Regions from separate parts of the Acanthopagrus latus genome. Here region 1 is linked to region 2. The links are chromatin contacts, called in public Hi-C maps. All regions are on one chromosome and are shown on one strand. The core of a region is the stretch at or near the end of the contact, and the rest is flanking DNA. Distances in the headings are between cores, read along the strand shown.

Region 1 (5,234 bases), core at 2,354-4,853, 140 kb before region 2:
GATCTTATCACCACCTGTAGAATTAAATCACCAGCACGTACTGAAGAAACAGAGTCCCACTCATGAGGAAACAGCTGCACTGCGTCGACAGATCCACGCAGTACTTTCAAACTCACGCACAAGTTACGTTTGGTGCATCGTTTGATTTCATTAATGTCACAAAAAGAGCGTTATGTAACAACGAGCCTGCATTAAAAGCACTCAGGGCGATAATAAAAGTGATGTAATGCTTATTAAATGTTTTAATAAACTAAGTGGCGTGTAAGTGGTTGAGCTGCTCTGATCGTTTCTTTACTGTCACCATATCAAATAAAAAATATAACCACTCATCATTTTCAACCTGTGTGTATCGATTTATAACAGGCGCGGACCAAAAAATGCCTCGGGGTTCTATTGGATGAACCGTCACGTAGTTCGATCTGAGCTCCATGAGCCTGACGTGTGTTGTGCTGGACGGAGCTGCAGACTGGACGTGATTGGACAGAACTTCAACCAATCGGAGCAGCAAAACTTGTGACTTGCATTTAAAACTCAAGACGGGAGACGCTCCTCCGTCAGTCGTCTCATCAGATCAGCCCCTGTATTAGATCAACGGTTCTGATTGGCCCGTTACAACCCAAGTCACAGGAGAATCTGTCTGGATGGGGAGGAGGGGGGGACTGAAACATGAGCTCACAGCACAAACTCCTGATAAAGAACCTGACAGATCCAACAGTACAAACATGAAAACAAATATTATAAAATCGTGAGAACACTTACAGCTTTACTGACAGCCATCCGCAAGTTGGCTTCCCCTCCGAAGCGTTTGGCTATCGTCCTGGAGACGGGGACGTACGCCATGGGGATCACCTCGATAGGAACTCCCTTCTTCCACTGCTGGCCCAGAGCCTTCGAGTCCTTCCTGAGAGGAAAACAAAAAACAAAAAACAGAACAATCATCATTTCTTTTTTTCCACTGATGGCTCTGACTGTTGTTTCACTTTCTTCTCAAGGTGACTTAAACACACACCTGTAGTCGGCGATGACAACGAAATGTTTAGCACAGCCGGCGACGATCTTCTCCTGAGTCAGGCAGCCGCTGTGAGACGCAGGGAGGACGAGCGTGAGGCAGAAATCACAGGAGATGCTGTTTTTACGTTCTGCTGCGAGTGTTAAAACTCTACTCACCCTCCACCTTTAATCAGCGTGAGATCTGCGTCCACCTCATCTGCCCCGTCGATCGCCACGTCCAGCTGTGCGGGAGGAAAGTAAAGACAAACAACTGAGGCAGGAAAACAAAGCGAATAAACCTCCAGAACCAAAACGTAACCGTCAGCTCCACCGACCACGTCTCTCCTCGCAGCTGCACGCTTATAATTTTCACAGCAGCTCCGATTCGAACTGACAGGTTTTTGAGCGCCAACATATTGCGGCCCCTTCCTCATTTCCCAGGCTTTCAGTTCAATTTGAGAAGAGCTCTTCATACCTCTGGGTGCCTGTCCAGATCCGACAGAGTGAGGCCGTGCTGCAGAATCAGCTGACGGGCCTGTGGGAGGACGAGCCGAGAGAGACGGGAGAGAATGTGACGGCCGAGAAGTGAGACAAAAAAAAAAGAAACAGCAGAATAAAGGAAAAGTGCACATTTTTATAGGAAAGCAAAAGAAAAGATGCTGTGTGGTAACGAGTTGCATTCAAAGGCAGGATGTTGCAGTACGTTCTGTTGCTAAACACTGTGTTTACAACATCGAGTCACCAGGATGAATATAATCAGAAGCCATGTTGGTGTGGACGTAAGACTCAAACTGACCTGGAAGGAGGTCGGCACACACACGATGTTGAGCTTCTCCTGACGAACTCTCTCAGCTGGAACAAAACAACACGGATCGTTAGTGCGCCAGGTTAGCTCGTAATCATGAAGCAGAAAAACATAAACGTAAAGAAGAGCATCCAAACGTAACCAGACTCTGGTTTATGATGGTTTCCACTCACCTAATCTGTCCACAGCGTACACGATGGTTGATCCGCTGCCGACTCCGACCACCTGGTTGTTCTACGAGAGACAGGAGACGAACTCAACACTGATGCCATGACGCTAAATTTCACAACAAGCGATTAAAGTGGCTGAGAGCTAAAAACAAAACTGCCATGAGCTGCAGGAGCATTTACACATCTGTACATTCCTGCAGGCGTTTTCATTTCCAGGTGGTCGTAATGTGATTTTTCATGTATTTAATATTCAACATGTTAATGATTTATACACTCTGAGTTCATTTTGATAAAGTTTAGGGGACAAAGTCAAGTCATACACTTGTTTTTGCATGAACACAACCTGATGTATAAGCACCGATTATCACTTCCATCTCTAGTTAGACATTAAACCTGAAACTAATGCGACTAATGAAACCAGTATTTTCCTTTTCCATTGATCTGCTGATTATTAAGGTTGATTGATTAATTGTTTAGTCTATAGAAAAATCTAACAAACTTCAAAAACACATTTCTTTAGTCCAAAAACATACTCTTCATCAAACGGGCAGCAAATCCTGACATTTAAGAAGCTGAAACCAGCAAATTTGAGGAACATAATGATCATTTTTCAGTCCATTTTGATTTATTGATCACAATATTTGGTGATTCATTTTCTTGCAATCCACTAAATGATTAATCGACTAATCATTGCAGCTTTCACAATATCATGAACAGTCTTAAGAGTTGATTTTACTGATTATAATCATTGTGTATTTTGTTTTCAAACAGTAAAAGAACAAAACACCATGAACACCTGCGTGTAAAATGCTCTTAGCACATGTTGCAGGTCAACTTTTCTTGTTTCTGACATTTTTATGAGCTAATTATTGTGATGTGGGAGGTTTAAATGTCTGATTCAAGCAGCTGGAACAATCAAAATAACCTCCTGCTGCTTCACACATTCACTATCCAGCTTTTAAAAAGACAAAACTCTGCTTTATTATGAAGAACTAAATAAATTACAGCAGCAGTACAAAGTTGTTAGCCCTGAGGCTGTGAGTCCAAACACATGTTAGCTCGTCTATTTTTGGACGGTCATCACCTAATGCTGTCCAACACATGCTGTAACACGTCTGTTAGCAGATTTAGCCCACTATCTCGGGACAAACATGCATAACAGCGTGCTAATTCCCTCCAAAAGCGTGCTGGTTAGATAATAAGTTAGCTAAGCTAGGCTACACCGCCTGCATGTTAGCTAACTTCTAGCTAGCGTGCTAGCTAAAAAAACTAACAAATAGCTGCATCTTGAATCGAGCCTGTGTGGAGATGATATCTCAGGTGAGCTGACGGTACCTGGACGTGGTTATCCACAGCAGCGTAAGCGGCCAGTTTCTTCGCCTCCTCTGCCATGTTGGCTCCGGACTGACTGAGGAGACACACGTGTTTCTGTCTGCAGAGAGTCGCTGCTGCTGCTGCCTGCGGCTGCTTCCTCCTCCAGGATGCTGAGGACAGAGAACCAGCTGCGAGCTTACTGAAGGAGACCCAGCCCCGCAGTCTCATGACCCGGCCCCCCAAAACACACAGACAGGCCCACAAGAGACGGCAGACAGGCAGGAGTCCTCCTCTACCTGCAGAGCTGAGCTTCTCCTGCGCATGCGCATTCAAGTGCGGAGTTCAGCTTTTAGTGGATTTGTTTTTTTGTTTGTTTGTTTGTTTTGCGGGATGTTTACGTTTACAAAACACGCGACGTCATCACACATGAAGGAAGAGGGGGCTGCACAGAGAGCCTCAGTTTTGGCGTATGATATAAAGTTTGTCCTGAGGGGGGCACCAGAGGAGAAGCCATGCAGTCAGTACAAATGTAAAAAAAAAATAAATAAATAAAACCAGGTTCATCCTCTTGGGAGCAGGAATGTTCTGTTGTGATTTTATTGTGTGTAACATTTGTGTGTTTGGCCTCATGGTGGTGCAAGAGGTGTCCTAAATAACTTAAACAAAGTTAATGTGTCATGCTTTTGGATTAATGTTGCTGAATTAAATTGCATATTTAATTTCCAAGCTGTGGATTTTTGAAGTTTGAGCTCATTTCTATCTACTTTATCTACCTTTGGGTAGATTATCTGCAGCAAAGCATCATATTCTGTAAGATCATCATATGTTTGTGGTGTGTTTGTCTTGTGAGAGTCACATATCTCCGACAAGGAGTAGAAAGTATAGACATCACAACATCACCAGTTCAATCATTTCTCCAACTTTCTGCTGTCTAATAAAAGCAAAAATGCCTAAAAGTGATATTTTTTGTGCTCAACAAAGAGAGGCAGGGACTGAAAACTGGTGAGAGTTGTGTGTTCAAAGGGAAATACAGAAGATTGATATGATACTGAAAATTTCAAACAATGTTTTACACTTTTGGGGAATATCAACATGCACATACTAAAACTCCTTTTACCTTTTGTTAAAATCAATAAAATGACATTGGATTTGGATTAAAATCAAGCGCTATGTGATCTAAAACAACATAAACAAGATTACAAATCTGTTTTATAATCTGACATAAATGCAATTTCTCAGTATGTGTAATTATCGAAGGTGATCTCCCAGTTAATTAAAATAAAACATGTAACCTTCAACTTCTCGACCTTTTTTGGCACCTAGTTGCCATCAGAGGAGTCGCTCTCTAACTTTTTACATCAAAATTAAACCACTGACCCCAAAATGATCTTCTGATTTAATCCCACTGCTCCCCATCTGATAGGATTTTTGTTTGTAGATGTAATATTACAAAAAGCATCTGAAGCCCCTGATCAAAATACTCATATTCGAAATTATAGTGAAAATAAATAATTCCTTTTTTTTTTCTTGGGACCCCCTGAAATCCTCCTCAAGGACCCCTGGATCTTTGAGAACCGCTGCACTGCAGAAATGGTCAGAAGGTTCATTAAGATCACAAGAAATCCTCCTTTAAAGGCCAAAAATATACATATAAAAGATTAAACACAGCCTGCTGCGGCCCAGTGAACACAAACACACAGATATTTACATCACTACTACTTTTTATTTGGCAAACAGCTTGAGATAGTCTCTCTTTTTCAGTGTACAGTATATATATATACTATAATAAACCAACACATTCTGTTTGATAACCATTTTTTTTCTCGTTTTTACATATTACAGCTTACAAATATAGCTGATCTTTTTGACAAAAATTACAGATTCTGTTTGACACCTAAATTAGTATGCTATATAAAAATCCACACATCTTACATTCATGATTAGAAAAAGTACTG
Region 2 (5,594 bases), core at 1,502-4,001:
GCTTCTCAAAGTTCATCAGGTCCTTAAATAGGACAAACAAGACCAAGATAAGAGTACATGTCTGCAAACTAAATATGACTTTGGCGGTCTTTTAAATCTTTAATGCAACAGCTAATGAAAATCGGAGCTCTGTGTTACCTCTGTGAAGACTGTATCTAGGGACACTGGGTCGAGTCTGTTGTAAACCTGCCACAGCTTCTCACTCATGTCCATGAGCTGGAAAAGCAATAGGTAAGTACAATGTAGTAGTACAAATATGTTGTTAAAAATAATTATTTCTACACTCTACCAGATACCTTGTACTTCAGGGTAAAAAAGCTTCCTCCACCGATGCCTTCCAGGGCAAACGCTTGGATCAGGGGCCACTTTTCCACCATAAACATATCAAACCTCTGGATGTGTCCTAAAAGTAACAGCAGGACAGGTATAATTACTGCTGTTGTTGGTGTAATTATCCCGTAAGTACATACTGCCGACACGGTGAAACTAGCAAAAATGACATTGTATTCTAGTTTACTGAGACATAATGTCATGTTACTGTGTGTGTGGGACACATTTCACAAGCTCTTTCACACAGTGTATCGAATGAATGAGGAGATTAGAAATGTGATGATATGTACCTTGGGAGCTGTTTGGTACACCGATTCGGAAGCAGTCCTGCACCATTGTGACAAAACTGGAGATTTTGAACTCCTCTGCTGCCTCCTCATCTTCATACTGTGAGTAGAAGGGGAAACATAACAGGAACTCAAAATTCTGATTATTTACACTGCTGTAAAAGGTCATATTTACGATTGTGTTGGCTTTTTGAGTTTTCAGAGCAATATAAGGCAAGTAACAACTCTGAAAAGGCTCAACTACCTGTGTAGAACACATTGTGTCAGTGATGAAATACCCTATAGCGGTTAAACCTGTAGGCAGGTGGATGGTCAACATGCCTAAATAATCTTGATAAGGTTCCTACTCCTATCTTACACATACAGGAAGCATAATTAACATGAATAATAGCCCTGTAGGGAAGGAGGTGATCTTTTTAACCTCTGCCTCAGTCATGCAGTAGAGATGCAGGTTCCTCCAGTGGGACACGTAAGGCAGCAGGTAACTGTAGTTCATTGGGTTGCAGTACAGGTGGACACACTCTGCCTTAATCAGCAAGATTACATCTAGAAAGCAGACAAGCGACGTGTCAGAGTAGAGCAGTTAAGAAATAAAGCAGGTACAAAAACATGATTCAAAATCTAGTGCACAACACTTGGGACAACTCACCATCCAGCATTTCTTCAGGAAATTCCTCAAGGACGTGTTCCAGATTCAGCTGGTTTCTTCCATACAAGCCATAGAACAGGTATTTTGCCAGCTCAGTGCATCCCTCATTATATCTGCTGTCAATTCCTATAACACACACAAAAAACCCATTTGTATTGGGATGACTATAAATTGTTTTATTCAGCATCTGTGCTACAAAATAACTTACTCGAGTCTTAGTAAGACATGCAAATACAAGCTTAAAGATAATAATTTTTGCGAGATGATATACCGAGAGAGCACAGGATGCCATCAGGAGTAGCAGTTCCACCCTCACAGAGCAGAGACTGAACCTGACGCAGACGACAGCAACTGGAAAATGAAAAAATAAAACACCAGATATAACTAGTTAGTCACAACCTTTATTCAGTTATTTAGTAGAAGCTCAGGAGACAAAGGATCGTCGAATAATCAGAAGGTTCATGTCAAAGTACCCTTGAGCAAGACACTGACCCCCGGTTGCTCCTGATGAGCAGGTTGGCACCTTGCATCGCAGTGTCTGCCATTAGTGTATGAATGTGTGTGTGGACAGATGAATGTGACAAGTGTTATAAAGTGCTTTGGCGGTCTGTATAACACAAACCATCTGAGGAGAAGTGAACTATTCCATCCTCTCTGTAAATAGCCAGTTACTCGCACCTTATATTGAATTTCTTTGTCATACTTCAGGTGAAGTTTACCAGTAGGGTTGAATCTATTCAGTGCATTTATTAACAATGTATGAGACAATCATGATGATAAATATTAATACCCCAAATTAACCCCCCAGTCACGAGTTCACATGTTATGACTAACAAACATTTCGACCACTGTTTTTCTCATAACAACTAGAAATACTCTCTCAACTGATGACGGGATAATGACGAATATGTAATTATGAACTCTTATATGTGCAATTATTAGCGTTGCATATCATTTATTGTGTGTTTGTGTGTCGGAATGCAGTAAAAGATACCACACAATTCATTAGCTATACATCATAATAGCATGTTTAACGTTTTAACAATTACAAATAACGGGGAATTCCTCGACGTGGGTGTTACAAGGTTGATAACTATGTATCTTAACCAGCTAGTTAATATGACCTGTAGCTTGTTAGACATTTTGCTAACATTAGCACTGTGTTTTTTCCGGAACCGTTAACATTAACCGACGATCACAAACCGACAAATATCAGTCAGCGGCTCCGGCTAACGTTAGCCTCGCTAGCTTAACGGTTTCGCTCAGCCGTTGGCCGTGAACACAACTCGATGTTGGCGTTTACCTGACGGCCGGGTTGACTCCCGATAATTTCCCGTTCACTCTCCTTATACCGGCCATTGTAATTTGTTGTCACAGTTCACACAATTTGCGTTTTTAAAGCGATGTATTTTCAGGCTGAATAGCTACATCTCCTCCATCACCCTGGAGAATGTCCACACAAGATAGCAGAGCAACGGAGCGAACCATTTGATATTTAGGGGAGTCCAGAATACCAGTACGATAATTTAGATAGTAAATCGAATACATACACGACAGATTATTAATATTTCTAAAGCATTTTATGTTAATGGCATCATATCACATATTAGCCAAATCAAACGATTAACAAATGTGAATGTATCTGATTTTGCCAGACGGTTTCCCCCCCCATTTTTGTCTGTAGTCCTGCCTTGTTTTGGGCCAGTTGACAGCAGCAGAGGGAGATGGTGCAATCCCTCAGTAATCTCAGCTGCTGTGTGTGCAGGGGAACTCCTTCACATACTGTATGTATTTACATCTGTGCAACTATCACAGCACATCCGTGTGCTACCAGTGATAAATGCATGTTTTATGTTGATTTAAATGTAATGACATTTTAATCAAATAATTTTAAAAAATACCATAAATGTTGTTTTTCTGTGAGAGAGAACACCAGTGTTTTTTCATCTGGGTCATCACCGTTGATGTGCATACTCACCTGGTCACTGGACCACATTTTATCTGGCATCTCGTGGCACTGCGTTTCCTGTTTTGGCAAAATATCTGCATTGAGGCTGATTCAGCAATAAGTGCGAAGAGGAAAACAATCACAGGATGCCTCTCCCGCTGGCATTATTGTGCAGAGTGCAGCGGCTTGATAGAGTCAGGTGGGAACAGGAAATATTGGGCTACGTCAGCTGATTAGGTGCTTGCAACTCACCACTTACTTAGGCCTGCATTGTGGGGATGTGAGTCGCTTCACACATGTACATTGTCGTGGATTCACTGACTGTATTTGAGGGCAAACAGCCGGTAACCATTAAGGTAAATGTGGTTTCTGCTTGAGGTGAGAGTCAGGCTCAGGGTTAGGCCTGCAGTGGTTGTGCTTTATGCTAGGGTTAGTCTCAGGGGAATGAAGTAAGATAATGAAATGAGTCACTAAAGCAACTTTATGTGAGTGTTTGTATGACAAAAAGGAGAGGGAGAGAGCCTTCAGGTTATGTGTGCGTAAAGCAAAGCTCCTGAGTGGAGGAAGTTTAATTTAACCGTGACAGAAGCACAAAAAGATGCACAGGGCAAGCGGTTGGGTCATTCCAAGTTGTGTTGTGGAATGCACTTCCTCGTCAATATAACTGCAGGTGACATGTGAGATGTTGTAAGCAGGAAGCATCTTAGGTTTTTTTCTGCCCATTATCTTGTTTGTTGAGGAGCCAGAGGATCCAGTTTCAGGTTATCTTGAGCTGACAAGCATCTCAGACCCGTGAGAGCACCTGCAAAGACATGTCGCACCGTGAGTAGTTGTTTTTCTAAAATGTATACTTTCAGACTTATTCACTGTATTTAAGGTTGCAGAACATATCAAAAATGATAATTTTATTGACGAGTCATTACTGTGTTGTTTGGCAGAAGGCATAACTAACACAAGTCAGAGGATGGTGGTCATATCCGCAGAGGAGGAATGGCTCGCTTTCAAGTCTCTGCTGCAGGATAACTCTGGGAAGAAACATGTCCAGTTCAGTCTGGGATCAAGTCAAGTGTGTGACTTGGCGGTAGACGGTCACTCGATCAGCTTGCACTATGCAGATTTAAAGGAGGATGTGACGGAGGAGGGCATCAGCCAGGCGATAGATGGCTGCTTTAAATCCTGCGCAGATGGAGTCATTACATTTCTGCTGCTGATCCAAGGTGGACATTACACCAAGAGGCAAAGAAGAATGGTGGAGACGCTGCAGGCTCACTTTGGAGCTGAGGCTTTAAAATACCTGGTGGTGCTCTCTTTGGAAGATGGAGAGGTTGCTGACACGTTGGAAGACGCCCTTCTGGAGCTAATAAACATGTGCGAGGGGAGATACTGCCGCATCACATCATCCAATGCAACAGACAAACTTCAAGCCCTGTTTGAGATGGTCGACTACATGCTGGCTGAAAACGGTGCAACGGGCTACACAGACGCCATGCTGACCGAGGCGAGGAAGAGGAGCACGGAGGACTCGGCCATGATGATGCTGAAACGGAAGGTGCAGGAGGCCGAGGAGAAGGAGCAGGCCTTCAAGCAGCGGATGCAGGAGCAGGAGGAGAGGAGAGCTAAAGAGATGGAGGGGCTGAAGAAGAAACATGCAGAGGAAAGAAAGATGGAGGCGGCTGAAAATAAGCAATACGAGACAAAAAGAGAGAGCCTGGAGGAAGCTGTGACAAGCCACAGAGCCATGTCGCAGATCCACATGAGGGCCGCTGATGGTGAGATGCTTTTTTTCTGTTTTAAATCAGAGTTAGTTGAGTTGTGCTTCAAAAATTCACATGATGGTTACTAAGAATGGACTATGAGATGTTCTAGATCAACTTTGATTTCATGTGGGACACTTCAGAAAAAGATTTCATGGAGAAAAGTTCTGTTGCGAGTAAGTTAACTGCACACTTCTCTCACTAGGGGGCGATAGAGTTACATACCAGTGTGGGTCATCTACAGCAGGGCCGCCCAAAGTCTTTACTTTAGAGGGTCAAAATTCAACGTTAAAAGTGGACCAGGGGCCAAGAAACTGTTGTCTGACGATCCATTTTTCGAGTCTAATCAAAATATTGTTCATGGTGTAAGAACAGATGAAGGAAATGTTTTGCCGGCTTATCTTTGGAAGTTCCCTTTTTTTTTCATGCACAAATTGGCACTCTGGCTGCTGTGCTCAGATTACAGCAAGAAAAATGTGAAAAACTAATTAGGTATGCTCCTGCAAGCCTATTTAAAGAACATTTTAGTGTGTGTGTAATGTTTGCTAGAAACATCTGGCAGGGCAAATAAAACCTGATAGCTGACCAACTTTGATCCATGGACTCCACTCTGGGCACAGTCTACA

Evidence for each region. A called contact is a pair of places that touch in the nucleus more often than the background predicts.
Region 1: a Hi-C map of muscle shows a contact between it and region 2, with 4 times the contacts expected there. The contact joins the promoter of rpia here to the promoter of c16h20orf194 in region 2. A contact is called at or near these places in 2 of 4 Hi-C or Micro-C datasets (both in muscle).

The regions. Positions count from the first base shown.
Region 1 is chr16:3,299,095-3,304,328 of fAcaLat1.1, reverse strand. It overlaps rpia (ribose-5-phosphate isomerase), which reads right to left and starts at 3,603. Exons shown (of 9, transcript XM_037125504.1): 1 at 3,301-3,603; 2 at 1,969-2,029; 3 at 1,787-1,842; 4 at 1,466-1,525; 5 at 1,168-1,232; 6 at 1,010-1,078; 7 at 760-901. The coding sequence starts at 3,507.
Region 2 is chr16:3,160,331-3,165,924 of fAcaLat1.1, reverse strand. c16h20orf194 reads right to left here and starts at 2,751. Exons shown (of 37, transcript XM_037071175.1): 1 at 2,570-2,751; 2 at 1,538-1,617; 3 at 1,267-1,392; 4 at 1,039-1,163; 5 at 621-717; 6 at 297-403; 7 at 139-216; 8 at 1-22. The coding sequence starts at 2,625. It overlaps LOC119005138 (GTPase IMAP family member 8-like), which reads left to right and starts at 3,000. Exons shown (of 4, transcript XM_037072659.1): 1 at 3,000-3,050; 2 at 3,957-4,036; 3 at 4,153-4,983. The coding sequence starts at 4,027.